7 separate regions of the Mus musculus genome follow, and regions 2, 3, 4, 5, 6 and 7 are each linked to region 1. A link is a contact called in public HiChIP or PLAC-seq and promoter capture Hi-C data. All regions are on one chromosome and are shown on one strand. Each heading gives the region's core, a stretch centred on a gene start, on an enhancer-like site or on the middle of the called end of the contact. The rest is flanking DNA. Distances are from core to core; before and after follow the strand shown.

Region 1 (4,307 bases), core at 837-3,336:
TTGTCTGACTGTGTAACACACCCTTCTGACACCCATCTCGCTCTCGATGTTCAAATCAAGACACGGTTGCCAACTAGGGCCAACAAAAGTTTTTATTGAGATGTGTGTTCACAGAAAAACCTGGGGTCCCTGGCTGAGTGAGGGAAAATCTGAACACCCACTGAAAAAATTCAGATGCCAGCATTCAGAAGGAAGGCCAGAACTACTTTCAGGGCGAGTCCCACAGGTGTCTCTAGATGGGAGAAGGGTTGCCACACCAGTGTGAGGTAATGGGTGGGAAGGACCAAATTGCTCACAGGACTGTTCACGCTAGGGTTAGTTTCCATGTCTTTCGTGAGCCTTTGAAAACGAAAACCCGAATTGGGGATGAGAAACAATATAGATAACATAGTGATGACTGGAGAGAAGGGGGGGGGGCGGGATAGAGGGGGAGGGAAAAGGGAAGAGGGAGGGGAGCGGGAAAGGGAAAGGGAGAGGGGATAGAGGGGGAGGAGAAAAGGGAGAGAGAGGGAGAGGGGGAGGTGAAGAGGGAGAGGGAGGGGAAGAGGGAGGGGAGGGGAAGGGAGAGGTGTTTGAGATGGTGTTGCTAGAGGGCTGACCAGGAGAAGAAATTCCTCAAAGGACAATGGCTTTTGTAGGGGCAAGAACAGTCAGGAGCAAGAAGGACCTTTGAGAGTCTGGTTTGGATATTTGGGCTGAATTACACAGAATGAAGCAGAGAACAGAACCCACTTCCCTCCCATCTACTAGGTGAACCCGCTTCTCCAGGTGAGTGTCTACAGCTTTTCTTGCCCTGGAGAAAACTAATATAATAGCCCATCCTTCCCCATCGGTTTGTGAGAACAGCCAGCCCCAACAGCCAGCTCCGAGAAAGCTGATGGGCAGTCCCCTGGCGCATCTGCAAGCACATGGTTCCTCTCTTTGAAGCACCGTTCCACCTGCGCCATCCCGGGGAGGCTACCAAGTGGCCGAGGCAGAGTTCACCTTCGGGGACCGGCCCCGGAACACCGAACTGTCGTCCCTGGAGAGCGAGGAGGCCGAGCTGATCCTGCGCACCTGGCGCCCGGCGCGCGCGCACAGCCCGAACCGGGCCCGGGCGCGGAATGAGCGGTCCAACAGGAGGTAGATGACCGGGTTCGCACTGCTATTGACGAAAGCCAGGCAGGTGGTGACAGTCAGACCCCAGCGCAGAGCCAGCAGCAGGGAGCAGGGCAGCGGCAGCGCCTGGAGCCGCGCCAGGTGGAAGAGGGAGCGCAGGACGCCGAAGGGCAGCCAGCAGCCCACGAAGACGCTCTCCACGGTGAAGATGATGCGCAGGGAGTTGCTCCGGGCCCTACCGACGCGCGGCAGGCGGCGCGACACGCGCCAGTAGCAGATCAGGGTGACAGCCAGCGGCAGCGCGAAGGTCAGTAGCAGCAGCAGCAGCCCGACACCCTGGAGCGCTTCCCAGGGCTCTTCGGCGCACTGGCTGCCCACGCCGTCCAGGCTCGGCTGCAGTCCCCGGTAGAGCAAGGCCGGCAAACCCGCCAGGAACGCCGCAGCCCAGGCGGCGCCGCACACGGCTCGCACACAGCGCGCGCTCCGCAGCGGGCGCGCGCTCAGCGGCCGGCCCACCGCCAGGTAGCGGTCCACGCTCATGCCCGCCAGCAGCAGCGCGCCCGCGCAGCGCGTGACCGCCAGCGCGAAGCTGCTGACTTTGCACAGGCCGTCGCCGAAGGGCCAGAGGCCGCCGCGCGCCTCTGCCGCGGCCCACAGCGGCAGCGTGAGCACGAAGCCCAGGTCGGCGGCCGCCAAGTGCAGCACGAAGGTGTCCACCAGCCGCCGCGGCCCGCGCTGCCGGCTCAGTAGCCACACCACGAAGGCGTTGCCCGGCAGGCCCACGGCGAAGGCCGCCAGGTAGAGCGCTGGGATGATGGCGTGGCCGTAAGGCAGGTTCCAAGCAGGGCACAACTCCACTTGGTCCAGGGAGCCCGAGCCCGAATAGTCCCAGGACAACGTGCCCCAGCTAGGACTCCAGGGTTCGGTGGACTGCATGGCCGGGGTCACCGGGCCGGCGTGCATCCTGGCGCAGGGCGGCTGCCCTCTCTGAGCAGGAGGGGGTTTGCTTTTCACAGCCTGTGCCCAGCACCTCCCTCCCTCCCTTCCTGCCACCCTAGGCCGAGGCTTTGGGGTGAGAAGAGTGTGGGGCTGGGAGGGGCAGGCCTCTGTGGTGGTGATGTTACCTTCCAAGTTGGGGCTGACCCAAAGGGAAGGGCACAACTGGGTATTGTGAGATGTCCTTAGGGCTGAGAGAACTGCGGCCACTCAGAATTGGTGGCTCATCATTTCTGGGTGCTTGGCCTAGTATCTGGGGGAAGGGAGTGGGACTCTGAGATAGGGTGCAAGGGGCAGTGGGTGCCGTAGAGCCCTAACCTGTTCTCGATTCTCACCAGGCGTTTCTTTTCTAGTTTTTAGAGGGGGGGTGGAGGGTGGGGAGACAGACCAGGCATGAGGGTTTCTGAGGGAGGGCAACGCCTCGGCTTCCTTCTCTAATCTGCTCTGCTGTGTAGCACTTGAAGGGGTCTGAAGGTTGAGGGAGATTCCCTTGGTGCCCGATCAAGAATTGGCACCACAGTTCTTGGACTAATTAATAGCCTCCTAGGATAAAAGACTAGACGTGTCACCTGGAGTGACACTTCTGTCCTGGTCCAGGCCTCATGGAGCCGTGTGGAAAGGGTCTAAGCTAGAGACAGAAAGTGTAATCAGGTGGCCCTGCTGGAAGGGGGCCAGGCCCCTGGGTTAACCCTCCTCCTCCTCCTCCCCATACTTCAAAATCTAGCTGATAAGTCAAACAGGGTTATAACCTCTATACAAAAGATGACACAAAATGGCCCCTAACAATCCAACAGATTTGCTATTCTAAATCATGAGACAGTAGCTCTGAGAGTTCTTGTGAACTGATGGGAAAGGGTTTGTGGCTAAAGGGGTGCAGGATGTCTAAGCTTTGTTCCTTCCCATTCCACTCTCAGGGGACCTCTCTGTGCAGCAGGCACTGGCTTCCTCTGCATTGCAAGAAATGCATTCTTGACCTCAGATCCCTTCTCGAGGAGGGGAGAGACACAGGCTGTGTGTGCAACGGCCAGCCTGCCATCAGTCAAACTGTGGTACAGGTTTAAAACCACGTCCACTCAGCGCTTAGAAGGAGGAGCTGTTCATGCTTCGGGGAAAAGGTCCGCAGAAGGGGCGACAGTTCAGGTCGGGTCTAGGAAGGGGTTAAAGGTCAAAAGGAATGGCAAAGCAGAGAGGATGAGCCAGCCCAGGAAGGGATAAAAAAGCAAGTATACTGAGACATGCAGGAAGACACTGGCAGGCTGTGGCCTGATCCTGAAGGCTTTGGGCATCAGTCTGATTTGGCAGGACTGTATGAGTCACAGAGGGGGAAGGCTCATCAAGCCACAGGGACTCCACAGGGGGCTGTTGTATTCATGAAGGAGTTAGATGGTGGTTGTTTTATTTTAGGGGGGGTAAGATCTTTCACTCTCATTAGGCAAGAGTCCTGCCACTGAGTGACATAGTTATTGACACTAGGGACAGAAAAGAGAGGATGTGTCAGGAGATACAGTACAGGTCTCCATGTGGAGAGACTGGAGGGAGATCTGGGATGTCTCTTCTTTGGAACAGTGTGGTAGCTGTCTCTGTCCTTATAGGGCCAGAGCACAGAAGGGCAGCTGTGTGTGCACCCAGATTGACATTGATTGGAAGTAGGATGCTAACATCACTTATGATCCAAACCTAGGCACGTCTGAGAGTGAAAGAGGCATCGTCAGCAATGGATCCCGTGGCTCCATTCTGGGAGCCTCAGGACCCCACCTGGGTCATTTCCTTTCATATACAGAGCCACCTGGCAGGGAATAGGAAGTGGGATGGAGGGCTAGATGGTTTCCAATTTCCATCCCAATCCAGTTTTCACAGCGTAGGGGGTTTTAAGCTAGAGAGGGCGGGTGTAGCCAGATTACATTTTTGTGAGGGGAAAGGGCCTAGAGTTAATTTTCCTCACCTGACTCCGTCCTGCAAAAACCTATCCATTAAATCAAACGTGTGGGGACTGGGATTCATGTCTAGTCTGTTCCGGCCAAGAAGTTTTTTCCTTGGGCTGCTGAGATGACTCAGTAGGTAAAAGTGCTTGTTATTAAGCCTGTGGACCTGAGTTCAAGCCCCAATCTACACAGTAGAAAGAATGAACCTACCTCCCCAAGCTGTCTTCTGATCACACTCGTGCTATAACACACAGGCTCACCCCCCACCATGTATACACTCATGCATACATA
Region 2 (4,307 bases), core at 712-3,211, 250 kb before region 1:
AAACAAACAAACAAACAAACAAACAAACAGGAAGAGAGAAAAGATTCCAAAGGGCTTTAGTAAAATTTCAACTCCCTTTCGAGCACACAGGTATCCTATTTCTTAGGTCGGTGTTACTTCATGACTACGGATTTCTTTGTCAGACATCTCATGGTCCTGTCATCTCCAACATCCTGCCATCTCTATTCTAACTTAAGCTTCATCTTCCTGGCTTCATACAACGGCTAGTTTCCTTAACAAGTATAGCTTCTTCCTCAGCATCAGCCTTGTCCACAATGTTAAATTCCACCCTCTCATCTCCAACGGGCACATTCCTCATATCTTGCTTCCCTACTATTCCTGCCATCTTTACTCCTCTCTAGTTGTAGGCCCGTGTAAGCGCAGTGAACAACAACCATGCCACTGCGGGATGCTAGTGCTATCTTCTCTTGAGAGTTCCTCTGACAAACCAACTAGCTGATTACTTTAAAATTCTGCCCTAGTCAAGTTCTCAGGACATGGGCAGATATAGACAGGTTCTTTGCCACATAAATGGCCTGTGGTCCAGTTCCCAACATTTCCTCTTTTCCTTTGAAACCTCATGAACACCCCTCCAACCTCCCACCCCCCACGCCCCCACACACATACACACACACACTGAATACCTCTTCCAACATCCTGGCCTTCCAAACTCCCATCAGAATGACCTACTAAGCTCAGCTTGTGCTTTAATGCTTTTCCAGCTCCAAGTTCCATTCCCCACCCCCTGCCCCCCACATTCTTCCCAGAAACCAGTTCTAACACGGTCAGATTTGTCCCAGCCACAACCTCACTCTGGTTACTAGTTATTTTTCCGGTTGCTGTAGCAGAATATCTGGTAGGAGCAATGTAAGGAAGGAAGGAAGGAAGGAAGGAAGGGTCACCTTGGCTCACAGGACACATCCATCATGCAGGGGGCACAGCATCAGGCATGACATAAGTAATCACATAGTATCTTCAGCCAAGAAGCAGAAAGAGATGAAGAGCCAACATCCAGCTCTCTTTCTCCTGGACCCCGGGCCACAGGACAGTGATACCCACAGTTATCCTGGGTCTTCCCATCTCAATTGGTTTAGAAAATCCCTCACAGACATGTTGAAGGTTTGTTTCCTGTGGTTCTAGATCTCTTTAAGTTAATAATCAGTACTAATCAGATATTTAGATATTTAATGTTTTGGAGTATTAGAAATCTAGTCCACCAGGTCCTGGTCTTGACCCTAATAGACCCAAAAAGGATCTAGAATCTCAGTGGTAGGTGCTATGAATGTCTAAGACGTGGAGAAATACAGACACCATCAGAGGTCATAGAAAGAGATGTATGATCTTGGACATGGGACTTATATCTTGAGCCCAGTGACCTGGCTGCTCATATCACACTGTCCCCTTACCAGGAAAGGCCTCTGAGTACCCAGTGATTGTATTGATATGGGAGAAAAATCACATTAGGATTCCTCTGTGTAACTAGCAATTGAGACTAGCGAACTCTCCTCACAGTCCCTTGATATTTAGAGTAGGGCCTTCCAAATTCCAGGCTCTATTTATTTATTTTTCTATTTATTTTTAAAAAGAATTTCACTCTTATTATTAATTATAGATATAGTAAGGCACATGTGTACATGAGTGCAGGTGTCCATGGAGACCAAAGTGCTGGACCTCCTAGAACTGGATTACAGATGGTTGTGAGCAACTTGTTATGGATGCTAGAAATCAAATGTGAATCCTCTTAAAGAGCACTTTTAGCTGTTGAGCCATCTCTCCAGCACCTAGGTTTTATTTTTTGCAATGATAGGAATCAAACCTAGGGCCTCATTCATACAGACTAAAGCCCTGTAACTTCTTAAAGGTATGCAAAAATAAGCCAATAAATACCTTTTAACAAAGAAAAATAAAGGTATGCACTAAGCACATAATGTTTAACAGACCTTGTGTTCGCATCTCATTCATGCTGGGACATTTAGTAGAGGGCTGGCTGGGCTGAACAAGACACTAACATACATGTGTCCTCATGCCATGTCCCTCTGGGACTGGTTTTCCTGTGTCAGGTAACTGTAGGAACCTGCCCCCTCCTCCATATTCCTTCTTGCTCGTCCCTCTCAAAGATGGCAGGCTGCTGCTCTTCCCCAGGCTGAGCCAGCTGCAGTTGGCTATGATTAATGGCATCTATTAACAGCAAGTTGTAAACAGATCAGGTACACAGTGCCCATGAAGATCTCACCTCCCTAAACCCCTTGCCACCCCATGACTACTCTTTAACTTTCCAGGCTCCTGCTTCTCCCAGCCTGAGAAACATGGCCTAGGGAACGCTTTACTAAGGGACTCAAAATGTTTTGGAAGTAGGAAGCAAACCTATGGGGCAAAGTCCAGAATCCTAAAATTGGGCCAGGATGAAGGCCCAGGTCAGGGAAGCCGATTTGCAACAGCCTCAAAGAACTATCAAGGCTGCCTCTAGGCTGCCTGGACTTGGGCAAATTACCTCCCCATCTCTGGGCCTCAGTTTCCCTATTGAGTGAGCAATTGGCTCGAATATTTTCCAAACTCCTGCTAGAATCATTAGAGCCGCAGAGATCCTTATGGACATCGCTAATTAGTCCCTGCAAATAAGCAGGCTCACTCCACTTCCCCAACCAGCTACCAGTGTCTGTCCAAGCAATAGTTCGGTTTCCTTCTGGTTAATTATAACCAATTTAAGAACCAAACCACAATTTCTTAGGGGGAACATCCAGAGGAGGATGGGAGACCCTCAGTCCAGAAGAACCCATAACTTTCTGAAGATTCTCTCCTTTAACCCACAGAATAAGGACATGCCTAGGAGGTCAGCTTAACCCATTTGAACAGATGAGAAAAACGGGCCCACAGAGACACCTTGATGGCGGGTGAGTGGCAGCTGGAGAGATTAGGATTAGCGAGTCTGGGTCAGCCTCTGGTCTCTCAATGCTCCCCAGAACGCGAACTGAAAGCCTTTAAAGCCCGGAAACCCAGCCAACTATGAATGCAATCTGAGGTAGGTAATCTCTGCGTGTGAAGTGATTATGTGTAAAAACAGTGGATTAGTGTGTCCGTGCAGCTATGTCTCCTGGGATCAGCGGGACCTAGCCTCTTACCCCGCCTTGGGACACAGAGCGGTGACCTCCCTAATGCAATGCAAGACCACCAGCACTCGCGCGTGGAGCTCAGTAACCCCGTACATTCTGCTGTACGTCTTCACCCGGTTTTCCGCAGCGACCTAAGCCTTTTGCATTCTGGGCAGGAACGCTGTGGGTTGAGATCCTGACCTGGGGGCTCGCGCACCCCCACAGCAGGAAAGCACAGAGGCTCTGCAGCAGGATCCTCCCTTCTCAGAAATCCTTCCAAGCTCTGGGGAAAGCTGAAGCCAGTGGGCAGCCCGCTACACCGCAGACGGTCCGGGAGATGTGTCACATTTTTCTCCGGGTTAATTACCTCGGGCTGGGAATCCGAGCCGTATCTGTCTCGGGCACAACAAGCCTTGTCGCCTGGTGGGAGAATCTTAATCTTTCTAAGGTGACAGCTGCTGGCCTGGGACAGAAATGTCCTTATTCTGGGGGCGCCACCTGTTGCACTAAACTGCAAAAAAGCCCAGGAGTCTAGATTGAGGTGGAGCCTTTCGGAACAGGGTGACCAGGATTGGACAGATGGAATGTCAGATTACCCGTAGGCGGGGCTAGGGTCGGACTTGGCTTAGAAGGAAGTCTCTCTTGGTGAGCCCCACCCACTTTATCCCTGAAACACACAGGGCACTTGCCCTTTGCGTCCACATGGGCAAATATTTAACCTTTCCATTTTTGCAGTGGCTTGTGAGTCTGGGTGTCCTGCAGAGTTTGACACATAACAGGCACCCGATACCTGTTTGTTGAATGTGTAAGTCCATCAGCTTGTCTGTCTCCTAGGAAAGTGCTGTTCCCAGACTAGCACGTATTTCATCACAGGGTTATGACTTGTCACGTGTGTCGCTAAGTAAAATGCTAAGCATCCAAATGGGCGTGTTTATCACTTTCAAAGGTAAGTCAGATGAGATCGACAATTTTTTGTTTTTCATTTTAAATTTGTTTTTAAAGTTTGTTTGTTTGTTTGTTTAATTTTATCTATATGAGTACACCGCAGTTGTCTTCAGACATACCAGATGAGGGCATCGGATCCCACTACAAATGGTTGTGAGTCACCATATGGTTGCTTGAAATTAAACTCAGGACCTCTGGAAGAGCAATCAGTGCTCTTAACTGCTGAACCACCACTCTGACTCCTCGATATTATTTCTAATCAACCTAATAACT
Region 3 (4,307 bases), core at 1,277-3,776, 250 kb after region 1:
TGGCTGGGTGAATCCCTTTTCCTTGTGCATGTCAGTGGAGTCTCACTGGTTTGCTTCAACATAGTTCTAGTATGACAGCCATTCAGAGCTGAGTCTGTTGTTGTAACTGTGTGCTCTGCCAGCTTTGCCTTTAAGCTTCAGGGGAGATAGCCCGATGTTTGGCATTATCTCCTTGTGCCTGAGTAATGTATGCTGTTACTTATTTTCCCAGTATTGTCTTCTGGGTGTGTCTAATTGTGACTTTCCTTGATCACAATTAAAACCATCTCTTTGTTATTTTTAACATCTGTTTTCTTGCCTTATATTTTCAAAAAACAGTAACAAAATATGGGGGTTTTGTTTGCTGTTCATGGTTGCTTACTTTAAATATTGCCACAAAGTAATGTTAGAAATTTGCTTGGCTTTTCTTTTAGTAACTAGTGAAGCCAAGGTTTTACTTTGCTTCTTTGTGGTAAAGTATCCTTTGACTTCTTTTAGTTTTCCCAGACAGGACCTCTTTGGGTCCTGCTGGCTGGCCTCAGACTCACAGACTCACCTGCCTCTGCCTCTGCCTCTGCTGGGCTGGGGTTGAAGGTATACACCACCAGCCTGACTGCAGTTTCTGTTAAGTGGTCTATGTATTTTATTAATAAGTTTTTTATTCTGATTGCTCATTTTAGTACTAATCTTTTTCCTGGTGCTGTGTGGCATGTGGTGTGTGTGTGTGTGTGTGTGTGATTGCACATACATGAAGCTGTGTGAGTGGAAACTAGACTTCCTTGATCACTCTCCAGCTTATTTTGGGGAATAGAGTCTGTCACTGAGCTTGGAGCTCATCAGTTTGGCTAAGGTGGTTGACTGCTAAGTCCCAGGAATCTGCCTGTCTTCTCCTGTGCTGGGAATGCAGACATGCACCCATGTACCCAGTGCTGACTACACAGATTCAGGTTCTAATGCTTGGTTAGCAAGCATCTAACCGACTGAGCCCATTTCCCTAGTTCTATGTGACCCTTTTATTGGTTTTATTCTGTTTTGAGATAGAATCTCATACAGCACAGATTGGGCTTAGACTTCTTATATGGCTAAAGATGACCTCAAACTCCTGATCCCCCTACCTGTTGGGTTTAGAAGGCTCTGAAACTACATCATGATATTTTTATCTTTGTATATATTTTTTATTTGTGTTTACATCTATTTTTGCTCAGAGTTTACTGTTAAGTCCTTTACATTTTTATTTTAAGATTTATATCTTTGAATCAAATAAAAATTGAGGCTGAAGAAATGTCTCTGTGGCTAAAAACTCATATTCTTGCAAAGGACCCCAAGTTCTCTTCTCACCAACCACATCTGGCGGTTCATAGCCGCCTGTAACTCCAGCTCCAGAGGGGTCCAAAGCCCTGGCCTCCATGGCTAACTGCACTACTTGCCCACACACAAGCAAGCATACAGGCATAAGTAAACATTTTGAGACAAGGTCTTTCTAGGTAGCCCTAGCTGTCCTGAAATCCAGATCCTCCTGCTAAGATTAAAGCTGTGAGCCACTACACAGGACTTTTTTTTTTTTTTAAGATTTATTTGTTTCATTTATGTGAGTGAGTACACTGTAGCTGTCTTCAGACACACCAGAAGAAGGCATCAGATCCCATTGCAGATGGTTGTGAGCCACCATGTGATTGCTGGGAATTGAACTCAGGATCTCTGAAGAGTAGACAATGCTCTTAACCACTGAGCCATCTCTCCAGCCCTTGGTTTTTTTTTTCTTAAGGAAAATTTATATGGAGTTTTTAAAGGATATAAACTTAAAGTTATTTTCTTATTTATCCCAAAAGTAATTGTAACATGTATTAAATGGTAGTATTAAGATTTTTCAAATATCCCGTATTCAAATTATGTGACTGCTAGAATTATATTCTATAATACTAATATAATGCTCAAAATATTAATGAAAATATGTGTTAAAGCCTAGAGGGTATTGTCCTAGCTTTAATCTGTGGATTATTTCATCAAAAGTGAAGATCATTAGCTCAATCTAGATTATAAGACAAAGGAAAGCAAGTGAAGTGATCCTCGTGAGGAAAAAGGAGTCACTAATGAATTAGATCGTGGAGACCTGAGACATGTGGTCCTAAGAAGATGGCGTCTGTTGTAACGTTAGCACTCGGGAACCCAAGGAGTTTGAGCTTATCCATGGCCATATGCAAGGCTAACCTAAGCTACATGAGATGCTGTCTCAAAAAATATAAAAGGAAAATGGTATCCAAATTGATAATCAAGCTGGGCAGTGGTAGTGCACACCTTTAATTTCTGCACTCAGGAGGCAGAGGCAGGGGAAATCTCTGCGAGTTCGGGCCAGCCTGGTTTATAGAGTAAGTGCTAGGGCAGCCAGGGCTAAACTGAGAAACCCTGTCTCGAAAAATAAATAAACAAAACAAAACCAAAAAACCAAGCTTGAGTAAGCAATTATGTCATCGATACAGTGTTATGCTACTTCTGTGTTTGTTTACTTGTTCTTATCCATGTGTGTATAAGGCAGGCAGAGACAGACACACAGAGGCTGAGTGTGCAGGTCAGAGGACAGCTTCGGGGCACACAGAGGCTGAGTGTGCAGGTCAGAGGACAGCTTCGGGGCACACAGAGGCTGAGTGTGCAGGTCAGAGGACAGCTTCGGGGCACACAGGCTGAGTGTGCAGGTCAGAGGACGGCTTCGGGGAGTCGATTCTCCCTCTTCTCCCTTTCTGCCGTGTGGGTCCTGGAACTTTGGAGCAAGTGCCAAACCTGCTGAGCCGCCCTGATGTCCCTGTTGGTCTCTGTGCTTGCATTCTTAGGTTAGCTTTCAAAATCATGTGTTAACTAAAACATTAATTAATGAAATATAATTAATGAAAAATTAATATTTCATTGCAGCACTTTCACACATGTACCTGTACCTGGCTCTCAGTCTCATCTCTCGGTTCTGTTCCTGGGCTCCCTGTGGCTTCCCTCATCTATGTTGTTCCATCCCCTTCCCTTCCCCCCTCATGATCCCCTGTTCTACACATGTAAACACACACACTACATAATTGCAGATCCATATACAAGAGAAAACAGTTAAACGCCATTGCCTTTCTGAATCTGATTTATTTTGTTAACATAATGATTTCCAGCCCTGTTTATTTTTCTGTTAGGATTTCAGTGTTCTTGACAGATATATAAAATTCCATTGCATACACACACACATATACACCACATTTTCTTTATACATTCATCTTTTGATGGACATCTCGGCTAGTTTCCATCTCCTGGTTATTGCGCTATTGTAAATATTCTAGCAGTAAACATGGGCATGGATGTGGGCTATATGGTATGTTGCCTTAGAGCCATTCCTGTGCTAGTTATTTGAGACTTCTCTATAGAAAGGAAAGACATTCTAGGAAAAGATAAATTATTAAAGCTGTCCTACTGGGAGGACAACCATGTAATAATGTTAAAAGTTCGTAAGTGAAGTAGATTCAAAAACAATTTAAAAAAAAAAAGAGCTTTTGCCAACTTGGGTCTGGCAGAATGGCTCCCTCCAAGAAGGGTGATATGAAGAAAGGCCATTCTGCCATCAGAGAGGTGGTGACCTAACAATACACCATGAACATTCACAAGAGCATCCATGGAGTGGGCTTCAGGAAGCGTGCTTCTTGGGCACTCAGAGAAGTCCAGAAATCTGCCATGAAGGAGGTGGGGACTCCAGATGTGCACATTGCCAGCAGGTGCAATAAAGCTGTCTGGGCCAAAGGAGAAAGGGACGTTCCGTATCACATCCGAGTGCATTTGTCCAGAAGACGTAGTGAGCATGAGGATTCGCCAAACAAGCTCTACACATGGGTACCTGACGTGCCTGTTACCACATTAAAAAATCTACAGTCAATGTGGGTGAGGACTAACCTGCTGAATGTCAAAGTTGCCGAACTGGAAAAAAAAAAAAAAAAGAAAAAAAGAAAAAAAAAAAAGAAGAAGGTAGGAAAGAGCCAGATGTGGTAGCTCCCACCTGTAACCCCAGCACTTAGGAAGCTGAGGGTCAGGTCGGGTTCAGGGCCAGCCAGTGCTGAATACAAAGGTTTGAACACATGAGGATGTGCCTCTAAAAACTAAAAGGAATGAATGGGAGGGGGTTAAAAAAACACTGGTCCTAGTCAACTTTATGAGCACGATTTCAGGGTGCCAGAGAAAAGAGAAGCCTTGTTGTGTGGGAGGTATTATAGAACCTCTCACAATTCATCCTACGATACTCAGAGTAACTTAAACAACTTAAGAACTGTGCACAGTGGCTCACACCTTTAAGCCCAGCACTTGGGAGACAG
Region 4 (4,307 bases), core at 1,185-3,684, 210 kb after region 1:
ATTTTTTAAAAAAAGAATGAGAGCTGGAGAGATGACTGAGCAGTTTAAGAGCACTTTGCTTGCTCTTCCAGAGGACTTGGGTTCAATTCTTAGCACCCTTCAATTCCATGGATGCCCTAAAACTTTTTCTGCTCTCTGTGGACATCAGGAAAACACACACACACACACACACACACACACACACACACACACACGGTGTACAGACTTACTTGCAAGCAAAACACCCTATGCATACATAAAACAATAAGAAAAAAATTGTCAAGGAATAAAAATTATCTTAAAAACTGACTTTATCGTGTAATTTTTCATATAGTTAAAGCACTTCTGGGTTCCTTTTCTCTCTTACAGAATACATTTCCATTATCTCCATACTGTTAATTTGGAAAAATATTTGGCTAGAATCATTCTTTGGTTTTAGTGATTACCTTTTTTCAGGTTTCAGAATGTTATTGTAACCTTTACCGCAACAGCTTTGGACTTCCAGCCACACCACTTGCTACTTGTCAGATCATTCACAAGTTTATTAACAGACTGGCATAACATTAATACTTGATTAAAATATTCAGGATTAAAAAACAAAACTTTAATTCATCTGAACACTTAGTCCACGACATCACGTAACGACTTGAGTATGAAATACCAGAGTGTTATTATAATTAACGTGGGGGCACATGGTCATTCCCTACAGATCGTCGTGTAAAGGATCGGATAGATGAGGCACTGTCGCTTCTCCTGAAAACCCTTCAGGTGAGTGCCCGCCCCTTTGGTGGTACCGCCCAGCTCCAAGCTCTGAGCTCCAATTCCGCCCAGAGGAGGGGCGGGCCGTCACCTAGGAGATAGGGCGGGGTGTGTCTCGCGGTAGAAGCTGCACTTCCGGGGATGGGGAGGAGTGAAGGCGCGGCGCTTGACGCTACGCCCAGCGACCAATCAGGAAGCGAGGCGCGCATTCAAATTGCCGCAGCCACGGGAGCCTGTGCCGGGAATGGTGAGTGTCGAGGTCTTAGGAGTGGGAAGCGCCTCCGAGCTGAGAGCGCTGAGGTTGCTCGCCCAGCGAGCCGGTGGGCTGAGAGCGTTGCGGTGTTTGCCCAGCAGGCCGGGGTGCTTGGGTGGGTGGTGCGGCTCGGTCCCCTTTAGTCCGAGGGTCCCGGGCAAGGGGCGCGGGGCGTCGCTCTGTCCACCCGGAAGCCGAGAACAGCGCCGCGGAGCGTGGAGCGGCGAACTGGAGGGGTCCAGGTACACTGTCACAGCCTGGCAAGACTGCCAGAGTCGCCAGGAGCCTCGGCCTGTGGTCGTGACCGACTTCTCTTGTCTTCCTTCCAGTCCTCTTGGAGATCTGATGGCCGAAATTCTGCAAACAAAAATCATGTTGATCTATGCAAAGAGCAAATGGCTTTTAGTTTCTAAGACAAAGATATATTGTCCCTAATTTCACCTCATATTGGGAGGGTTCTGTATTTTCACTGAAAGTTTAGCGGGAGATGCTTATACTCGAACTCTTTCTTTCTTCCTACAATGTCTCTTTGTCAAACTTTTAAAAATGAGCTTCTGGTAATTTGTTCCTTGATTGTAACAATGTCCAAATAGTTTGAATCAGTGACATTTTGTAAGGTAGACTCAGGAATTCAATTTTAAAGAGTTGTTTACGTCCATTTAAGGAGCATGACGAAGAGTGGCATTTGCACTGTTCTGTTTTAGATAATGCCTGGCAGATATTGTTGGCCTATATTTACCTATATGTGTGTAAACGCATGCCTGTCTAGTTTGTTGTATAATGAAGAAGTGACAGATAGTGTAGTTGTCTAACTTGAGGGGGTGTGGGCATCGGTGACAGTGTCAGGCTGGCCTTGAAAGTTCCAGTCTCTCACCTCGGCCTCTCTAAGGCTGGGATCACAGGCACGGACCATCACACCTGGCTACACACGCAGTTTGTAGTGTATAATGTCTGTGGTACTTTCTTAAGAGTAGCCTCCTTTGTGACATCGTGTTAAACTCCTCTGTAGGCATTCTTGTATTTAGGATACATTGACAAGTGTTCAGAAACCTACTTTGCTGCAGACTAATCAGACTAGATGCTATGATTCCAAGCTGGGGGCACTTAAAGTATGCTGACATACAGGTGTTGACCTTTCTTGAATCACTTTGTTGAGATTAAGGTCACCTGTAAGCTCCTTCTAAGCTGAGGAAATAAGGATGGGGAGGTCCTGTCTTTGAAGTCTGCAGTGTCTGTGGGTGCCTTGCTCCTAAGGGAACCCTCAGTAGATATTTGTTGAATAACAAGTGAAGTCCTTCGAGGGTGGAGATTGTAGGAGGCTGTGTGGAGGTGCAGTGGGAAGTGGTTTAGTCCAATGCATCCTCTGAGAGTTTGCTTCTGTAGTAGGAAGATCTCTCTCTTTTTAAAGTTTGTAGTAACCGTTTTATTTTTCATTTTTTGTAGTCGGCCAGATATTTTGTTGGAAACTGAAAAGAACAAAATGCCCAGCACCCCGACAAGGATCTGAAGGGCTTAGATCCTTCACATCCTCTTAAAAATCGCTTGCTGCCAAGATGTCAGTACACACTTCGCATAGCAGACACAACATCGGAAGCCTGGAGGTTTCTTCTTCACAGAAGATTTCAGCATCCAGTGGCCTCGTCCACAGCAGCCGGCTGGAACTGCACTTGAAGGCAGATATGTCAGAGTGTGAGAATCATGATCCATTCGTGAATGCTGGAAGTAAAACCATCGACATAAATAGCACTTATGTTATCTCTGCCTGTAAAAAAACAAGAGAGACTCCTGTTACCTCTGACCCCCGGAGACTGAGCCTCCAGAGAAGGGCTACTTGTGGGGACAGAGAGTCGTCTTTACTTGGAAGTGAGTTGGGAAACAGAAGAACAGCAGACACAAGTCTTAGGTTACAACGGCGGCACGGTAGAGCGGATTATGTGGGAAAGTGGGAGACATTGAATCCTGTGGGAGGTAACCCAGGAAGTGACTCTGCCTCCCAGGCATCGAGGACAGAAGCAAAGGGTGTAAATAATGATACCCGTGTCCTGTCGTCTGTCGTCTCCGTGAAAGACTCCAACGACACCGGGTTGACGAGATGCAAAGACCCAGGTCCTCCCGTTGGTGCCTCTAATGAAAAGGTGACAGTTAAGGACACAAACAGTAGAGCGCCTGTGGGTTCCCAGCGTCAGACTGAAGCTATGAGATCAGGACACTTAGTGGTGCAACTGACCGAGAGCAAGTCTGATACCCCAGTGTCAGGAGGAAGAAACTCACACCGTGGGAATGCTGGCAAGGACACTGCTAAACAAGTCGGTACATTTGGAAGCTCAGATACAAGAACCCCAGTGAAATGTGTTTTAGAACACAGATGGACACCAAGGCATGACCCGCCTCCACCGAAAAGCCCAGCTTTATCCACACCGAAAAACAATGGGAAGGACATCCCGAAACATGGCAGTACATTCAGAAGCGCGAGCTCAGAATCGAGGACCCCGGTAAAATGTGTCCCAGAACACAGATGGACACCAAGGCATGACCTGCCTCCACCGAAAAGCCCAGCTTTATCCACACTGAAAAACAGGATTGCAAGCCCTCGAGTTAAACCGAGGCCCAAAAGTTCTCTTTTTGCAAATAAAAGGGAAAGCTCACGAGAAAGCACACTCCCTCCAGAAGAAAACAGTCTAGTTCAGAAGACCTTTACAGAGCCAGACTCCTTAAAAGTAGAGAACAGTCAGGTGACCGTGGCGGTGCGCGTGAGGCCTTTCAGCAAAAGGTACGTCCGGCGTGTTAGCTCTCAGGCCGAGAATTCCATGTCATTATGTGTCTGTAAGACTCTGCTTCTAGAAAGCCAGTGTCTTTAAAGTCATTGGCATTTTCTCTTGGTACGGGGAATTGAACCCAAGACCCCATGTAGGTAGATATAATTGAGCCACATCTTCAGCCCACCAGTGTTTAGGCTTTGATTGTAGTTATACTGGTTATTTTTATAATAGAATACAAAATTAAAATCTATATTTTATACCCATATATAGGCATACACACACAAACACATACCTCTTTTAGAAACCGAGCCAGGCAGGATTGTGCACACTTTTAATCCCAGCATTTGGGAGGAGGAGGCAGGTGGATCTTTGGATTTGAAGCCAGGCTGGTTTGCGAAACAAGTTCCAAGCCAGCCAAAGCTACAGAGTGAGGCCTGGACCTAATGTGGCCAGGGGCAGGGGGAGGTGCCCTGAGTGAGTCATTTCATTCTCTCATGCAATCGCCTCTCAAATCTTTGATTTGTAGTGCTTGGGAATGTCTTCTTTCCTTTCAAAGA
Region 5 (4,307 bases), core at 1,163-3,662, 150 kb after region 1:
AGTTAGACATAAAATGCAGAAACAAAGTAATATGAGACAAAATGTCTACAAAAATACCATTGATCTGGTCATCCACTGCTGGGCATGGGATGGCTGTTAAGGGTGGCTGGCTTGTACACCCTGTGAGACTCCAGTGGAGAAAGTTATTTTTTTCTTTGCAAGCAGGTATCAGTTGGAGACAGCTTCTTAGGAATAGGAGCTCATGTCTTCTTGCTTCTCTGTTCTAGGACTCCATCTGTCTTGAACCTATTCAGGCCCTGAGCATCCTATTTCTAGGAGTTCATATATGTGTGTCAGTGCTGTTGTGTCTGGAAGACACTGTTTTCCTAGGGTCATCTCTGGTTCTTACAATCTTTCTGTCTCTTCTCCCTGGCTCTCTGAACCCTGAGAAGAGGGGTTTGATGGAGATTGAGTCTCTGTCTCTGTCTCGCTCTCTCTGGAGAAAACTTTATCTGATGATGGCAGAATGAGGCACTGATCTATGTGGAATGCACAACATAGCAGGAACAAGAGATGCTGCCTCACCGAGGCAGAGAGAACTGGCTTCCCAACGTTGTGCTCTGACCTTCATCTGCAAGTAACAAATACAATTTTAAAAAATTTTAGAGAGAAAGTCAAAGCTGAACACCTCTAAATCCTCTGACCTTACAGTGCACCTCCGAGGGACAAAGGGGATTCTCTATTGGAGGCAACGACAGTGATCTGGGGGCCTTGTTTACAATTACCAGGGGTGTGGCCTGGCTTTGTAGGGGCAGGAGTTTATATGATTGGAAGAGACTTAAATAAAAAGATACAATCTGGCCATGTGGCACATGCCAGTTAACTCCAGCACTTGGAAGGTGGAAGCGGAAGATCAGAAGTTCAGGGCCATACTCTGGTACATAATGAGTCTAACGCCAGACATGAGACCCTTTCTTAGAAGACCAAAATAAGAAAAAATAATAAAGTTATGAATATACATTAAGTTCAAAAGTATTTATTTATATTGGGAATAGGCAAATTACATGTCAGCAAACTCAGGTAAGAGTGCAAGTTTATAACCTTCAAACTCAGAAAAATGCACACATTTACTGTATGTCCTATAGACAAAGGATGTAACGTGATCCCATATTCACATGTGTTATGAAACTAAGTACAGTCTTGACAGGAACAGTATCCCATTTATCTGACCAGTAAAGTTAATTTCTATAGTACATTTCAGTGAATCATAGAAAAAAAAGTTAATAGAGGAAATACTGGGGCTGGAGAGGTGGCTCAGCGGTTAGGAGCACTGACTGCTCTTCCAGAGGTCCTGAGTCCAAATCCCAGCAACCACATGGTGTCTCACAACCATCTGTAATGAGATCTGACGCCCTCTTCTGGTGTGTCTGAAGACTGCTACAGTGCACTCATATAAATAAAATAAATCTTTTTTTTAAAGCAAATACTGGAAGGCTACACATACATAAATATATATGGTATGCATTATTTTTATAACGCTCAAAAGGTAAACAAAACATTGTCAGCCAAATGTATCTACCAAAAATGGCAAGCTGAACACACACCCACACACCATAACGAAGCAAGTAGAATCCGATACAGAAATGCTTTAGCGTTTATTAATTTACTAATGCCAACATAAAAGTCAGAGTTTTGTTTTATTAGTATTTTCACACTTAACGTAGCTGGTAAATTAATTTTGTATGCATCAAATATTGGGTCGAAATGTATCTTTCAAAAAAAAATAACACCCAAAACCTCACCTCTATTTCCCTGCTTCTCCTGTCCAACTTCCTCCCCACCCCAACAGAAGTGCAAGTCCTGGGACCTGTCAGGCTGTTCCAGAAGTTGGCAAAGTGAAGGCCACCCGTTGGAACTAGGGAGACTTTGAAGGTTGGTTTTAGTTTTGGTTTACACAGCGCGGGGCGGAGTGCTGCATCTATGAATATTTGGCATATTAACTACGCCATATCAAGTTGCTCGGATTCTCGAGTTATTCTCAGTATCTGACAGGAGGTTTTCCTGGCCCACTCAAACTTCCCACTTTCTAAGCGTGGAGGGCCCCGCCCTTCCTGGCAATCCTTTCTCACCAGCCTACTCCATGCTAGAGCCTTCCAAAAGGATTCCCACATCTGCCCGCTACCCTGTGCACCGCCCTCCGCAGCGCGTCACCGCGAGGGCGTGGCCAGATGAAGCTCCGCCTCCCGCTGTGCGCAGGCGCGGGGCCCTCAAACCCTGGCTGGGATTGCGGAGCTTCCCGGCTACTCGGCCGGAAACTCGGCCCTGCGCCTGGACCGGAGCGGCCCGAGCGGGAACGGACGCGGCCCGGTCCGCGCGGGTGAGCGTGCGCCGCCCTGGCAGCTCGGGCCTCGGGCCTCCGGCTCCCGCTCCTGTGCTCCGGCGTAACCTGCGTGCTGGACGGCGGCTGCGGACTAAGTCACGCCGCTCGCCGGGGTCCTCGTGACGTGCGCGTGCCTGGAGCGCGGGCCCGCGGGCGGGTGGGGAGGGCGGGAATGCGCGGGATGCGGGCGTTGCCTGGAGCCGGAGGAGGAGGTTGTCGGCTCTGCCGCCCCGAGCGCCCCACCCATTCCCGCTCCTCAGAAGCTTCAGGCGGTTTGGGTGCCATGTTTTTTGTTGGTTTTTTTTTTTTTTAATAGAAAATGGGTACTAGCGATTTCTTAAGTTTTGTTTTGTTTTTGAGAAAATTAAGTTTATTTCATGGTCCCAAAATGTTAAACATTCTTTCCCCAATCACTAATTTGTTCTCCAGAGCAGGAATACTTGGTTTCTAACACTTAGGAATTGTTATTTGAATAAATAAACTTAATTCCTAGGTGGCTGGAGTTTTCATCTGCTTCTGTGTGTGTGTATATATCAGTGTTTTTCTTTGGAATGTGGAACTCAGACTCTCACTTGCTAGCAAAGCACTCTACCACTGAAGTACATTCCCAATCATTCAATATACATGTATCGATTATGCTACCTGATATGTATATCATGTAAATATATACATATATGAACTTAGGGTTGCAGTGACCTACTTTCCCAGGTTGTGAAGATTAGCAAAAAACGACGGAGAATGAGCACTCTTATGTATATAAATATAATTGCATTTTCCCCTTTTGAACTGTTGTTTTGATTTTTTTAAGATTCTTAATTGTGAAGTATCTTCTTGTGTGAAAATGCAATTGAAGGATATGCTGTAGAATTTCTATAATACCTGCTCCATAATAGTACAAGTGATGGGTCAACAGAAACAGGTGGCGTGCACAGCAAGGTTGTGGGGAACCGTAGGCAGTGTTTCATAGGGCAGTGTCTGAGGAAAAAGACTGTATCCCTTCCCCCAGAGGAAATTGATAAGTGGAAGTTGGCTTAAGTAGGGACATGACGGCTTCACTATTGCCCTGAGTAAAATTCTCTGACACAACATCGTATGGGCTAACATGGGAGCTTAATTGAGGGTAAAATATATCTCATGGTGCAATTTCCTCAACAGAATGTTGAAGAATGTTTGTTCCAAGATCTTTGAAAATCAAGAGGAGTTCTAATGATGACCTCAAAAGCGGTGAAGCTAAAAAAAGCAAGCCAGAAGCAGGAGGCCTTCAGGTGGAGGGAGACAGAGATACTCCGGTCCACACATCAGTCACTGAGGAAGCTGTCACAGCAGACAAGCCCGGCCATGCATCAAGCACCAACAGTCCTTCTTGCCAGTTGGCTGAGGTTTCTTCCACAGGACCTGATGAGGGTGTGAAGGACAGCCACCCATCTGAAGAGCCTGTAAAGTCGTTTTCTAAAACCCAGCGGTGGCCAGAGCCTGGGGAGCCTGTATGTGTCGTCTGCGGTCGTTATGGAGAGTATATCTGTGACAAGACGGACGAAGACGTGTGTAGCTTGGAGTGCAAAGCGAAGCATCTGCTACAAGTTAAGGAAGGGGAAGGATCATTAAGACCCAGCAGCCCACAGAGAGTGGCTGCCGAGCCAGAGTCCCCACTGGATGCCTTTTATGTCTACAAAGAGCACCCCTTTATTGTGACCCTCAAGGAGGACCAGATTGAAACCCTTAAACAGCAGCTAGGAATCTCAGTTCAAGGACAAGACGTTGCCAGGCCCATTATCGACTTCGAGCACTGTGGCTTCCCTGAGACCTTAAATCAGAACTTGAAGAAATCAGGCTACGAAGTGCCAACCCCCATCCAGATGCAGATGATTCCTGTGGGGCTCCTGGGAAGGGACATTCTGGCCAGCGCTGACACTGGCTCAGGGAAAACAGCTGCTTTTCTCCTGCCTGTTATTATCCGAGCTTTCTCTGAGGTAATTTACCAATCTGA
Region 6 (4,307 bases), core at 481-2,980, 130 kb after region 1:
CCACCCCTGAGGGAACAGGTGCCAAAGAACTCCACTTCTTACACAATGTTGAGCTGTGGGGATTGTGGGACACAAGAGCTGCTGTGCCGTTGTGGGGGTGGGGGGAAGAGCTCTTCCAAACAGAAAACACCAACTACAGATCATTTTTATTACTTTGATATTTTGATACTGTTGGGAAAGGGGAACATTTTTTAAAGTCCTGAAAGTTGGAAAGTGGGGCAGGAAAATACTGTGTCTGCAAGGCTAGCCTGGGCTACATAGTGAAACTCTGGTCAATCTGACCTACAGAGGGAGAAGCTGTCTCAAGCCAAGCAAGCAAGCAAACAAGGTTGCTCCTCAGTGTGTTCTTTTGGAGCTATTTCTTTCTTGCTGTTGTTTTATTTTTGAAGGTATTTCTAAAGGGTCCTGGAGGGAGTTTGATTCAGTCTGTGTTGTAATGGAGATTATGTTACTCTGAATTATTTAATTCCACTAAGTGGTAAGAAAAAACGCTGTTGTGCTCTTGAAGAACTGCAGGATGAGAGCCTAGGCTCTGTGTGGAAGGAGAGTTTATGTCTAGGAAAGAAGCGTATAAAAAGCAGAACACAGTGATGTCTGTTTGTTTAGGCTTGTTTGTCAACCTGCTTCATCTTGATTGAATTCTTTATTTAAAAAAATTTTAGTGGTTTGTTTACTTTTATTTTATGTGTATTAGTGTTTGCCTGCATGTATGTCTGTGTATCATGTGCTAAAGTGATGCCCCCAGACACTAGAAAGAGCATTGGATCCCTTGGAACTGGAGTTACAGATGGTTGTAAGCCATCATATAGATGCTGGGATCTGAACCCAGATCCACTGCAAGAGCTGTATAAAAAAAGCTAGCTAAAGATGAGCCAGGGACAAGCCAGCCAGCAATGTTCCTCTGCGCGTGTGTAATATATATATATATATTACACACGCGCACACACACACACACATATATATATATATATTACATATATATGTATAGAGAACAGGCTCTACAGTGTTGACCTCTGATCTCTATGCAATGTTGCAGTACATATGTGCACACATATATATGCATGTATAATACATATATGTATATGAACACTACTACTATCACTACTACTACATCAAATTTGCAAAGCATTCTTTATATTTACACATGTGGGCTCAAACGACCACTTTCTGATCAGAGTCCAGGCCTTCTCCACAGGAGGGAATCCATATTAGGTACCATAAAATATGGTCAGAAGTCCATGGCTGGAGAGGTCGTAGACCCCAGTGGGGAAGCTACCACTGTTGCTTTGCTAAATGGATGGAATGTGTGCACTGAGACGGGAGGTGGACATAGGAGAACCCCCAGAAGCTTATAGGCTAACGAGACTGAGGTATTAAACATGGCAGAAATAGCGAGAGAGATTCTACCTCAAAACAAGGTGGAGAAAGAAAACTGATTATGACATCCACATTTGCTGTGGCATGTACACACACACACACACACACACACAATTACCTATAATAACAAATAAATGAAACATTTACACAAAATCGATTCATGATCTGTCTTGAGATATTGCTACTCTAAACTCTCAGTCATGTTAAAACATGTGGAAAAAAAACAACAACAACAAAATAAACCAAAACAAAAGTTCCCAGTTTTGCCTACATCCGGAGCCTAGAGCCTACCCGCCTGGCTCTTTCTGTGCACTGTGCGTGATGGATGGGCGGAGTCAAGCCCTGCTGAGCTAAACGGGAAGCTGCCAAGTTCTCACTCAGCTTTTCCGCTGATGCTTTTAGCAGATGCTGATGGTCTTTGCTCGCATGCATTATGTCATTAGAGCAAACAGCACTGTGGTACTCTAAATCCATCATGACTGGTGTACTTTTTAGCTAGGACAAAATGGAAAGAGTCATCCACCAATGGTTATCCTGGGGTACAGCGTGTGCGAGAGAGATAGTCGGATCTTGGTTTTTACTTGTTACAAGTTAGTTTTCTAGCATCTTTCTGAGTTAACCATGGACATTTTTTTTCTGCTCTCTTCCTCTTCCTTCCTCTTCTCCTCCTTCTCTTTTCCAGTCGTTGTTGAATCTACCTACATATAAGATCAAGCAACATTATAATGAATGACATTCCTTCTCCATACAAGAAGCCTGTCTTGCTGTTGTTGGGATAATCTCTTGTGCACTGTGTAAAGGTTGTCTTTGTATGAAGCATCACCGGTCTCAGTAGTTTGTAAACATCTTCTCCATCACCTGATTGGTTTAATAAAGAGTTGAATGGCCTATAGCAAGGAAGGAGAAGATAGGCGGGACTTCCAGGCAGAGTTAGGAACTCTGGGAAATAAACCGAGGCAGGAGATGCTCTACTCAGACAGGAAGGTGGGAGATTCCCCAACCAGAGCAGAGGAAAAAACAGGTGCTGGGACATAAGAAAAGGGACAGGGGAAAAAAAAAAAAAAGGACAGAGCTAGACGACCACGTTTACTTACATGAGCTAGTTGAGAGTCTGCTAAGCTAAGAGCAAGCTTTCATAATTAATAAAAGGTCTCTGTGTCATTATTCAGTAGCTGACAGGCCAGAGGCTATTTGGCTATATGCTATATCAACCACCATGGTAATTTTTACAGTAATAGAAAGATAAGCTAAGCATAGAATGTTTTTAGTAGCAACATAAAAGGTATAAACTTAGGGAAATTTATAGACAGAAAATTTGACATTCTATTAAAGAAAGCAAATGAAGTGACGTCATTAAACCAAATTGAGAGTAAATTTTGACTTGGGAAAATATAACATACTTGTGATTTGTAAAAATCTAACCAAAATCCAAAACCATCTTAATGTGTCCCCCCTTCCCCAACACACACACACACACACACACACACACACACACACACACCTTTGGACACTGCTTTAGGAATAATCTGAATAGAACACCTATCTAGAAGCTTCTAGAGAAATAGGCTAACCAGACTTGCGATATCAGCTTATGTATGACCCAGTTCATAAAAGTACTTAACACTGGGCATAGGAACAAGATTGCTTAGGAGAGAGAGTAATGAAGGCCAGGAACTCCTCCTGCTTATGTTCCTGTCTCAAGAGAATCTGAAAATGGTGTAGAAAAATGGCTTAAGATCTACCACTTGCCTTGACTTAAAAACAAATATCCATCGTTGTGTTGGTAGATGGCTAGATGCTTAAATCCTTGTAAGTGATTTAAGCGGTTTAATGTGCCAGTTGTTGCCAAAGTGCTGGTGACCCGAAAGCAAAGAAATAAATAGAAATTCAAATCCGCCCTCAGAGACTTCATGTCAGAACAGGTGACATACTCAGGGTAAAGGGCAGGCAGCGTTAGTGACGGACTGTATAAAGCCACAAAGGATTGATGTTCTCCCAGAGTAACTGTTACATCCTAACCCAGGGGAGATAGGTTGTGCAGCTTGTGTTTTCACAGAAGAGCTCCACTACAAGGCTAACCCAAAAACTTTTGCTTTAAAATGCTCTCCAAGAAAATGAAGGGAGCACACACTGACAGCGGAAACTAGCCTGGGTCACTAGTCAGCAACGCCTGGTTTTGTTCGATTTCATAGTTGGAGTTCCTTGAAGTCAGGTACAGTCTAAAAATGTAACTATGGTGCAATGAAGAACTAAGATAATTTTGCCTAGAACCTAGAGAGGTGACTTAGAGGTCAGAGGCTAGTACTGCTCTTGCAGAGGAACTGAGTTTACTTCCTGGAACCCATGTCAGGTGGCTCATACCTGCATCACTCCAACTCCAGGAAGAGCTGAAGCTTTTGGCCTCTGTGGGCGTCAGCGCTCACATGGCCACATAGTTTAAGATACTTGTAAAATATATTTTTTGTTTTAGTTTGTTGAGCCAGGGGACTTAGATCTGGGACTTAGGGACTTCGGACTTAGCTAGGGCTGGTGGTCTTAGACTCCCTATGTAGCTGAGGTGACCTTAAACATCTGATACTTCTGCCTCCTCCTCCCAAATGCTGGGATTACAGACATGTGCCATCCAATTCAGATTATTTCTATGTTCAAATACATCTTGTTTTATTTTCAGTTTTAATAAAGTAAATCTTATATACTTATTTTGACACGTATGCTTATTGACATTATTAATTATATACAATAATGGGTTTCATCATGACATTTTCATACATATATATGACATACTTTGATCATAGTCTCCTCTAATACCCTCTTGTTCCCCCATCCTCCCCCACTCTTTCTAATTGCCTCCTTTTCCCAACTAGTTCCTCCTCATTTCCTTTCTTTCTTTCTTTCTTTTTTTTTTTTTTTTTCTGCCCTGGTGACTCAAT
Region 7 (4,307 bases), core at 751-3,250, 130 kb before region 1:
TACCCTAGCTGCACACCCTGGATGTCAGGAGACACAGAGAGGAAAGCTCTGGTGGCATTTCCCAGCAGCGGAGCTCTGAGTCAGAAGGTCACCTACTGCTGGAAGTCTGAGCAGACCTATGGCAAACAGGAAGCTAGAGTTAAGTACCAAAGAAGTCCAGGGATGGGAGGGAGGGGGAACAGTTTAGGTAAAAACACATTATCTTTCAGGAGAGCTAAGCCTGTTGCTTGTGGCACCCCCGGGCAAAGCTGGGCCAATCCAGCTCCCTTCCCCACAGGCACGCCCTTAGAGGAATCCCTTAGAGGAATCGGGACGCCTAGAACCACTTGCAGAAGTCCAGATCTTCTGTGTGTTGCTTATGAGACTATTTCCCCACTTGCAAAATTGGGGGTAGGGGAGAAGGCTAGAACCTGGCTCATAAGGTTAGGAGAACAAACAAGAACAAAAGCACCAAGTACCTCCCCGTGTAAGCACCGCTCAGCTCTCCACATCCTCCTTTTGTTAGAAGACAGGGAGCAGCGTCCCAATTTCCCAACACTGTCTCTTGCTCTAAGGAATTTGATTCACTGGCTTTGGGTTTCAGATGCTAATATTAATAAAATATATAGGATCCCACCAGGACCCCTTACACACCACCATCACCACTACCTCTCTGGGGCTCTGGCTCTCCTCCTGTTTGCTACGAGGGTAGGAAGAATGAGCTGACCTAACTTTCACATTTTCCCTTAAAACTATTCCAAACAGGCACCTGGGTTCCCGAGTGGAGCAGTCACAGATGGGGGTGGGGAGTGGGGAATGATGGCACCAAGAAGTGGATCCTCAGGACCCTAACGTACATCCCAGCCAAGACGTCTCACAGGGTTTCATCATCTGAGGCTGATGCAAGAAGCTTGGAGCCAGACTCCCCTGCCTCCCCTCCCCCAGAGGTCTCCATCCACATCTTGAGCTGCAGCTGGGTCCTCCTCTTGGGCCTTTTCCAGAGGAAGGAGCTGGGTGAAGCCTGGGAAGGGAGGGCAGCTGGTGAGGGGCCCTGTGAATGGTCCTAATGTTGGTTGTTGGGGGGCAGGGAGAAGAGTGGGGCTGGGAGGGTGCAGGGGTGAACTGGAATGGGACTTGACTTCACATTACTGGTCTCCTTTCTCATAGCCCTGTGTTGAAAAGTCTCCTGGGCTAATCCTTTATATACATTTCTGATGGCAGCGCTGGCCTCCTTTGCCTTCTAGCTTCTCCCAGGTATCTGGAGTCAAGTGCTTCTTTGTTCCTACTACTTCCCAGGCAGATCTGGCCTCCCACATCGACTCCCCCACACACAACCCGCCCCCCCCCCCCACTGTCACAAAGAGTGTGAACCAGGCCCTGTGGGTCATAAAGGTTAGTGGGACCCTGGTTTAGTGAGGAGAACCTGAGCCAGTCAGCCATCAAAGCAAACTATGAGCTTAAAGATGTTGCAGAGTGGAGGTGGGGAAATTTACTTCCACATCAACAAGAATCCCCTTCAATAAAGGTTGGCGGATTTACCGAAATAAATGCAGAAGGGACACTTCGCTGACTCTTTCAAATTGCAAATTGCTCATCTCTATGAGATGCTTTGAGGTGCAGCACACCGCCCAGCCCAGAGACCAGGTTCTTACCCATGCCTAGCCACAGACTCGCTGTATGACCTTGGGGTGTTCCTCTTTGAGTCCCGTTCCTCATTTAGGAAAGGAAGATCCCACTGAGACTGAGGTACCATGACTTCGAGGGCCGTGGTTCCCGAATGGTCAACTTCCCAGGGACGAGTCCATCATGCCACTCCCGCTTTCACTCCCAAGCCCTCCAATCCTACCCCGCCCCTCCCAGCCACCCGATGGACGGGAGCCAAGAGGTCTCTTTAAAGGCTCAAGTCCCGCCTCTGCTGCTCGTTGGGGCCTTCTATTGGCGGCCTCTGGGAGGGGCGGGGCCCTGCGCGGCTCTGAGGGGCTGGGGGTGGGTCCTGAGGTGGCTCGGCCCCCGCCCCCTTTGTTCGCGCTGCGGCGGGAGGTGGCGGTCCGGGTGGGAGGTGTGTGCGCGCGCGTGTGCCGCGCTGTAGGGAGCTGCGGGTCTCACTGCCCGCTGTCAACGAGCTCAGCACCTCCGCGCGATGGCTGGAGGAGACGCATGGGACCAGCCCCGTGGGGCCGGCCGCGGCTGAGCCCCTCTGCCGCCTCCTGCGAGCATGTCACCTCCAGCCTACGAGGTCGCTTTCGCTAGCAGGGTCCCTGCCTCCGCCTTCTGCAGCCGCAGCCGCTGCCTGGAGCAGTGGCCCCCGGACCCCCGCCCCTGATCCGCGCCCAGACCCTGGTGCCGGAGGACCATGGCTGGCCAGGGCGACTGCTGCGTCAAAGTGGCCGTCAGGTAAGGGTCGATGGCGGGGAAGGGGCGTGCGAGGAGGGGTTCGAGCTTTGTCTCGCGTGTTCTCGGGCGGGGGGCGCGGGCACCGCTCGAGCTGGAGTCTGCAGTCCAGGAGGAGGGGCCGACGCGCGCTGGCCCGGCTGCCGCAGGGGAGCGGCGGCCCAGCGGACTGATGGAAGGTGGCTTTGTTTGGGTGGTAATTTCTGGCCCCTCTTGGGAGCACTTAATGATCAGAAAATCGAATAAACAAGGAAATCCGGTATTTCACACCCAGCTTTGGCCCAGGCCGGAGCGTCTGTGTGTTTCCTCTTGTCCTCCCCATGAGGCTGCTGTCTCATTCTGGGGTATAGGAGGGAATCCCCCCTCCCCCCATCTACCCCAGTTAGCCAGTTCTACGCTCTTGATCCAGCTCACCATCCTGGGAGCGGATACAACAGACAAAGATCGGTTGTGGGACCCATGAAAGGGTTGGAATGGTGCCTTGGCTTTCCACGGGGTGCCAATGGCTTTTGGAGAAAGCCCTGCTGGTCCTGCCCCAAGAGGAGATGGTGCTAGGGAGGAAGAAAAAGGTGTATCCGAGGGACTAATCCAGAAGGGGTGAAAGGGGTGACAGGACCCTAATGCTACATTCACAGGCACAAAGGTGAAACTGAGCAGGGGGGAAGGGCCCCTAGATTTATCTGGATTCCCATTCCCGATATCTGTAGGTATTAGAAGTAATCTGGCAGACATTAAGAGGAAAGAGGACGGGACTTAGTGGGTTCTTTTCCTAGGGGCACACAGGTGCAGGGACAGGAAATGCTACAAAGTTGAACTCTCTGTTCTTTGCAGAGAGTGAAGATGCCTCCCACCAGCTCTCCCGACTGTGTTTTGTGGTCTTCTCTTTAAGAAGAACATAGTGGGAGAGTAGCAATGTGAGTGAGCTGGTCACCAACTCACAGATGCACTGAGGAACATACATCTCTGGTTCTGGCCTTATAGAGTGGGGGAGGGGAGCAGTCAAATTCTAGGGTAGGTCCTTGAGACAAGTGTTCAAATCCCCTGGGTCAGAGATGACCCAGATTCCAGGGATCCTGGGAAGAAGCTCATAGACAAGATGAGAGAAATCGATGAGATAGGTTCTCTCTTCCTGCCCCAGAGCAGATGCCCACCCCCCAACTCTGTATAATCCAGAGAGAAGGCACGGAGGCTTAGTATATAATAGCTCAGGTGCTGAGGGAGGGAGATTGAGGGCTGCTGGTCCAGCAGCTCCTACAGCAGTCAGAACACCACCCGTGCACACACTCTGCCTGGCACTGAACAGCCTGAGACAAAGAGGAGCCCTGCAGGTGTCTGGTGGGCTGGTGGGGCGGAGCCAGGCTGCCACTGAAGCTGACATTGCAGCAGGAACCTTTGGAGGTCGAGGGAAGGGGAGCACGCATGGGCCGGGTGGGAGTGAGACATGTCAATATGGCATCTACAGCAGATGGGGAGAGGGGAGCTACCTGCCGTAAAAAGAAAATGGAAGCCCAACCTCCAACCAGTGTGAACCTGGACTGACAGGACAGGAGACGGGGTGCTCTATCCATGGGGTCTTTCCTTTAGACTCCATTTTACCGGAGAGAGCCAAACAAAGGCCTTCCCCCTTGATTCATACTCCCCAGTCTGGGCCTGGCATGGTAAAATATTGGAGTTCCCACTTCAGGAGCCTGGGGGCATGGGCACCTGTATAGAAAATAAAGGGAAAGCTAGTGTTCCTTCCCACAATGACTATCGGGACGTTTCTGGGACCTTTACCACAGAGAAGGGCTGGTGGCTGCCTTCTGCACCCAGGGCTTTGGGATGCTCTTCCTAACTGGAGTCAGCTGTGTATATGAAGTTGTGTGGAAATTGAACATCTGAAGCGCTAGCCTTTCCAAGGGCTCCAAAAAGGTGAGAGCCCCGCCCACTCATTCCGT

Evidence for each region. Promoter capture Hi-C pulls out the DNA fragments that hold promoters and counts their contacts. HiChIP or PLAC-seq counts read pairs in DNA pulled down with a chosen protein or histone mark. Capture Hi-C pulls out chosen DNA fragments and counts their contacts.
Region 2: a promoter capture Hi-C map of embryonic stem cells shows a contact between it and region 1. The contact joins the promoter of Igfn1 here to the promoter of Gpr25 in region 1. A contact is called at or near these places in 3 of 39 promoter capture datasets (the C10 cell line and embryonic stem cells), 1 of 115 datasets of contacts at active chromatin or transcription factors (the SCID.adh cell line) and 2 of 9 other capture datasets (adipose tissue and pancreatic islet).
Region 3: a promoter capture Hi-C map of liver shows a contact between it and region 1, with 2.3 times the contacts expected there. The contact joins the enhancer-like site here to the promoter of Gpr25 in region 1. A contact is called at or near these places in 15 of 39 promoter capture datasets (the 3T3-L1 cell line, 3T3-L1-derived adipocytes, the C10 cell line and 10 more), 1 of 115 datasets of contacts at active chromatin or transcription factors (embryonic limb bud) and 2 of 9 other capture datasets (adipose tissue and pancreatic islet).
Region 4: a promoter capture Hi-C map of pancreatic islet shows a contact between it and region 1. The contact joins the promoter of Kif14 here to the promoter of Gpr25 in region 1. A contact is called at or near these places in 7 of 39 promoter capture datasets (the C10 cell line, the SN4741 cell line, cranial neural crest and 4 more), 3 of 15 datasets of contacts at CTCF or cohesin (the NIH/3T3 cell line, large pre-B cells and stem cell-derived epiblast-like cells), 6 of 484 Hi-C or Micro-C datasets (bone marrow-derived macrophages and embryonic stem cells), 27 of 115 datasets of contacts at active chromatin or transcription factors (the 230-238 cell line, CD8 T cells, the NIH/3T3 cell line and 20 more) and 4 of 9 other capture datasets (adipose tissue, embryonic stem cells, liver and 1 more).
Region 5: a contact with region 1 is called in a promoter capture Hi-C map of the SN4741 cell line, with 4 times the contacts expected there. The contact joins the promoter of 9230116N13Rik here to the promoter of Gpr25 in region 1. A contact is called at or near these places in 15 of 39 promoter capture datasets (the 3T3-L1 cell line, the C10 cell line, the SN4741 cell line and 10 more), 1 of 15 datasets of contacts at CTCF or cohesin (the NIH/3T3 cell line), 4 of 484 Hi-C or Micro-C datasets (embryonic stem cells and pre-B cells), 8 of 115 datasets of contacts at active chromatin or transcription factors (effector CD8 T cells, embryonic forebrain, embryonic stem cells and 3 more) and 4 of 9 other capture datasets (adipose tissue, embryonic stem cells, liver and 1 more).
Region 6: a contact with region 1 is called in an H3K4me3 HiChIP or PLAC-seq map of embryonic stem cells, with 26 read pairs. The contact joins the enhancer-like site here to the promoter of Gpr25 in region 1. A contact is called at or near these places in 8 of 39 promoter capture datasets (the 3T3-L1 cell line, the C10 cell line, cranial neural crest and 5 more), 1 of 15 datasets of contacts at CTCF or cohesin (the NIH/3T3 cell line), 1 of 115 datasets of contacts at active chromatin or transcription factors (embryonic stem cells) and 3 of 9 other capture datasets (adipose tissue, liver and pancreatic islet).
Region 7: a contact with region 1 is called in a promoter capture Hi-C map of hematopoietic stem and progenitor cells. The contact joins the promoter of Kif21b here to the promoter of Gpr25 in region 1. A contact is called at or near these places in 7 of 39 promoter capture datasets (the HPC-7 cell line, embryonic stem cells, hematopoietic stem and progenitor cells and 2 more), 1 of 15 datasets of contacts at CTCF or cohesin (the NIH/3T3 cell line), 2 of 484 Hi-C or Micro-C datasets (LSK cells and embryonic stem cells), 5 of 115 datasets of contacts at active chromatin or transcription factors (CD8 T cells, the SCID.adh cell line, effector CD8 T cells and 2 more) and 3 of 9 other capture datasets (adipose tissue, liver and pancreatic islet).

What each region holds. Positions count from the first base shown.
Region 1 is chr1:136,258,840-136,263,146 of GRCm38.p6, forward strand. It overlaps Gpr25 (G protein-coupled receptor 25), which reads right to left and starts at 2,087. Exons shown (of 1, transcript NM_001101516.2): 1 at 75-2,087. The coding sequence starts at 2,034. The coding sequence ends at 958.
Region 2 is chr1:136,004,381-136,008,687 of GRCm38.p6, forward strand. Igfn1 (immunoglobulin-like and fibronectin type III domain containing 1) reads right to left here and starts at 1,962. Exons shown (of 27, transcript NM_177642.3): 1 at 1,941-1,962. The coding sequence starts at 1,962. It also overlaps a transcript of Tmem9 not described here.
Region 3 is chr1:136,503,890-136,508,196 of GRCm38.p6, forward strand. All of the region lies in intron 20 of Kif14 (kinesin family member 14), which reads left to right. Among named protein-coding and RNA genes, the nearest start is that of Kif14, 38 kb to the left of the region's middle. Within about 2 kb of position 2,527, at least 6 of the 459 cell types and tissues checked have an H3K27ac peak or open chromatin away from gene starts, as enhancers often do. A contact at or near this core is called in liver, where this site is marked.
Region 4 is chr1:136,465,414-136,469,720 of GRCm38.p6, forward strand. It overlaps Kif14 (kinesin family member 14), which reads left to right and starts at 2,435. Exons shown (of 29, transcript NM_001287179.2): 1 at 2,435-3,761. The coding sequence starts at 2,545.
Region 5 is chr1:136,413,107-136,417,413 of GRCm38.p6, forward strand. 9230116N13Rik (RIKEN cDNA 9230116N13 gene) reads right to left here and starts at 2,413. Exons shown (of 3, transcript NR_024328.1): 1 at 1,743-2,413; 2 at 58-571. It overlaps Ddx59 (DEAD box helicase 59), which reads left to right and starts at 2,165. Exons shown (of 8, transcript NM_026500.3): 1 at 2,165-2,317; 2 at 3,476-4,290. The coding sequence starts at 3,487.
Region 6 is chr1:136,392,976-136,397,282 of GRCm38.p6, forward strand. No RefSeq gene overlaps it. Among named protein-coding and RNA genes, the nearest start is that of Ddx59, 20 kb to the right of the region's middle. Within about 2 kb of position 1,731, at least 37 of the 459 cell types and tissues checked have an H3K27ac peak or open chromatin away from gene starts, as enhancers often do. A contact at or near this core is called in embryonic stem cells, where this site is marked.
Region 7 is chr1:136,129,390-136,133,696 of GRCm38.p6, forward strand. Kif21b (kinesin family member 21B) reads left to right here and starts at 2,001. Exons shown (of 35, transcript NM_001039472.2): 1 at 2,001-2,373. The coding sequence starts at 2,333. Gm15850 (predicted gene 15850) reads right to left here and starts at 1,794. Exons shown (of 3, transcript NR_046170.1): 1 at 1,632-1,794; 2 at 4-116.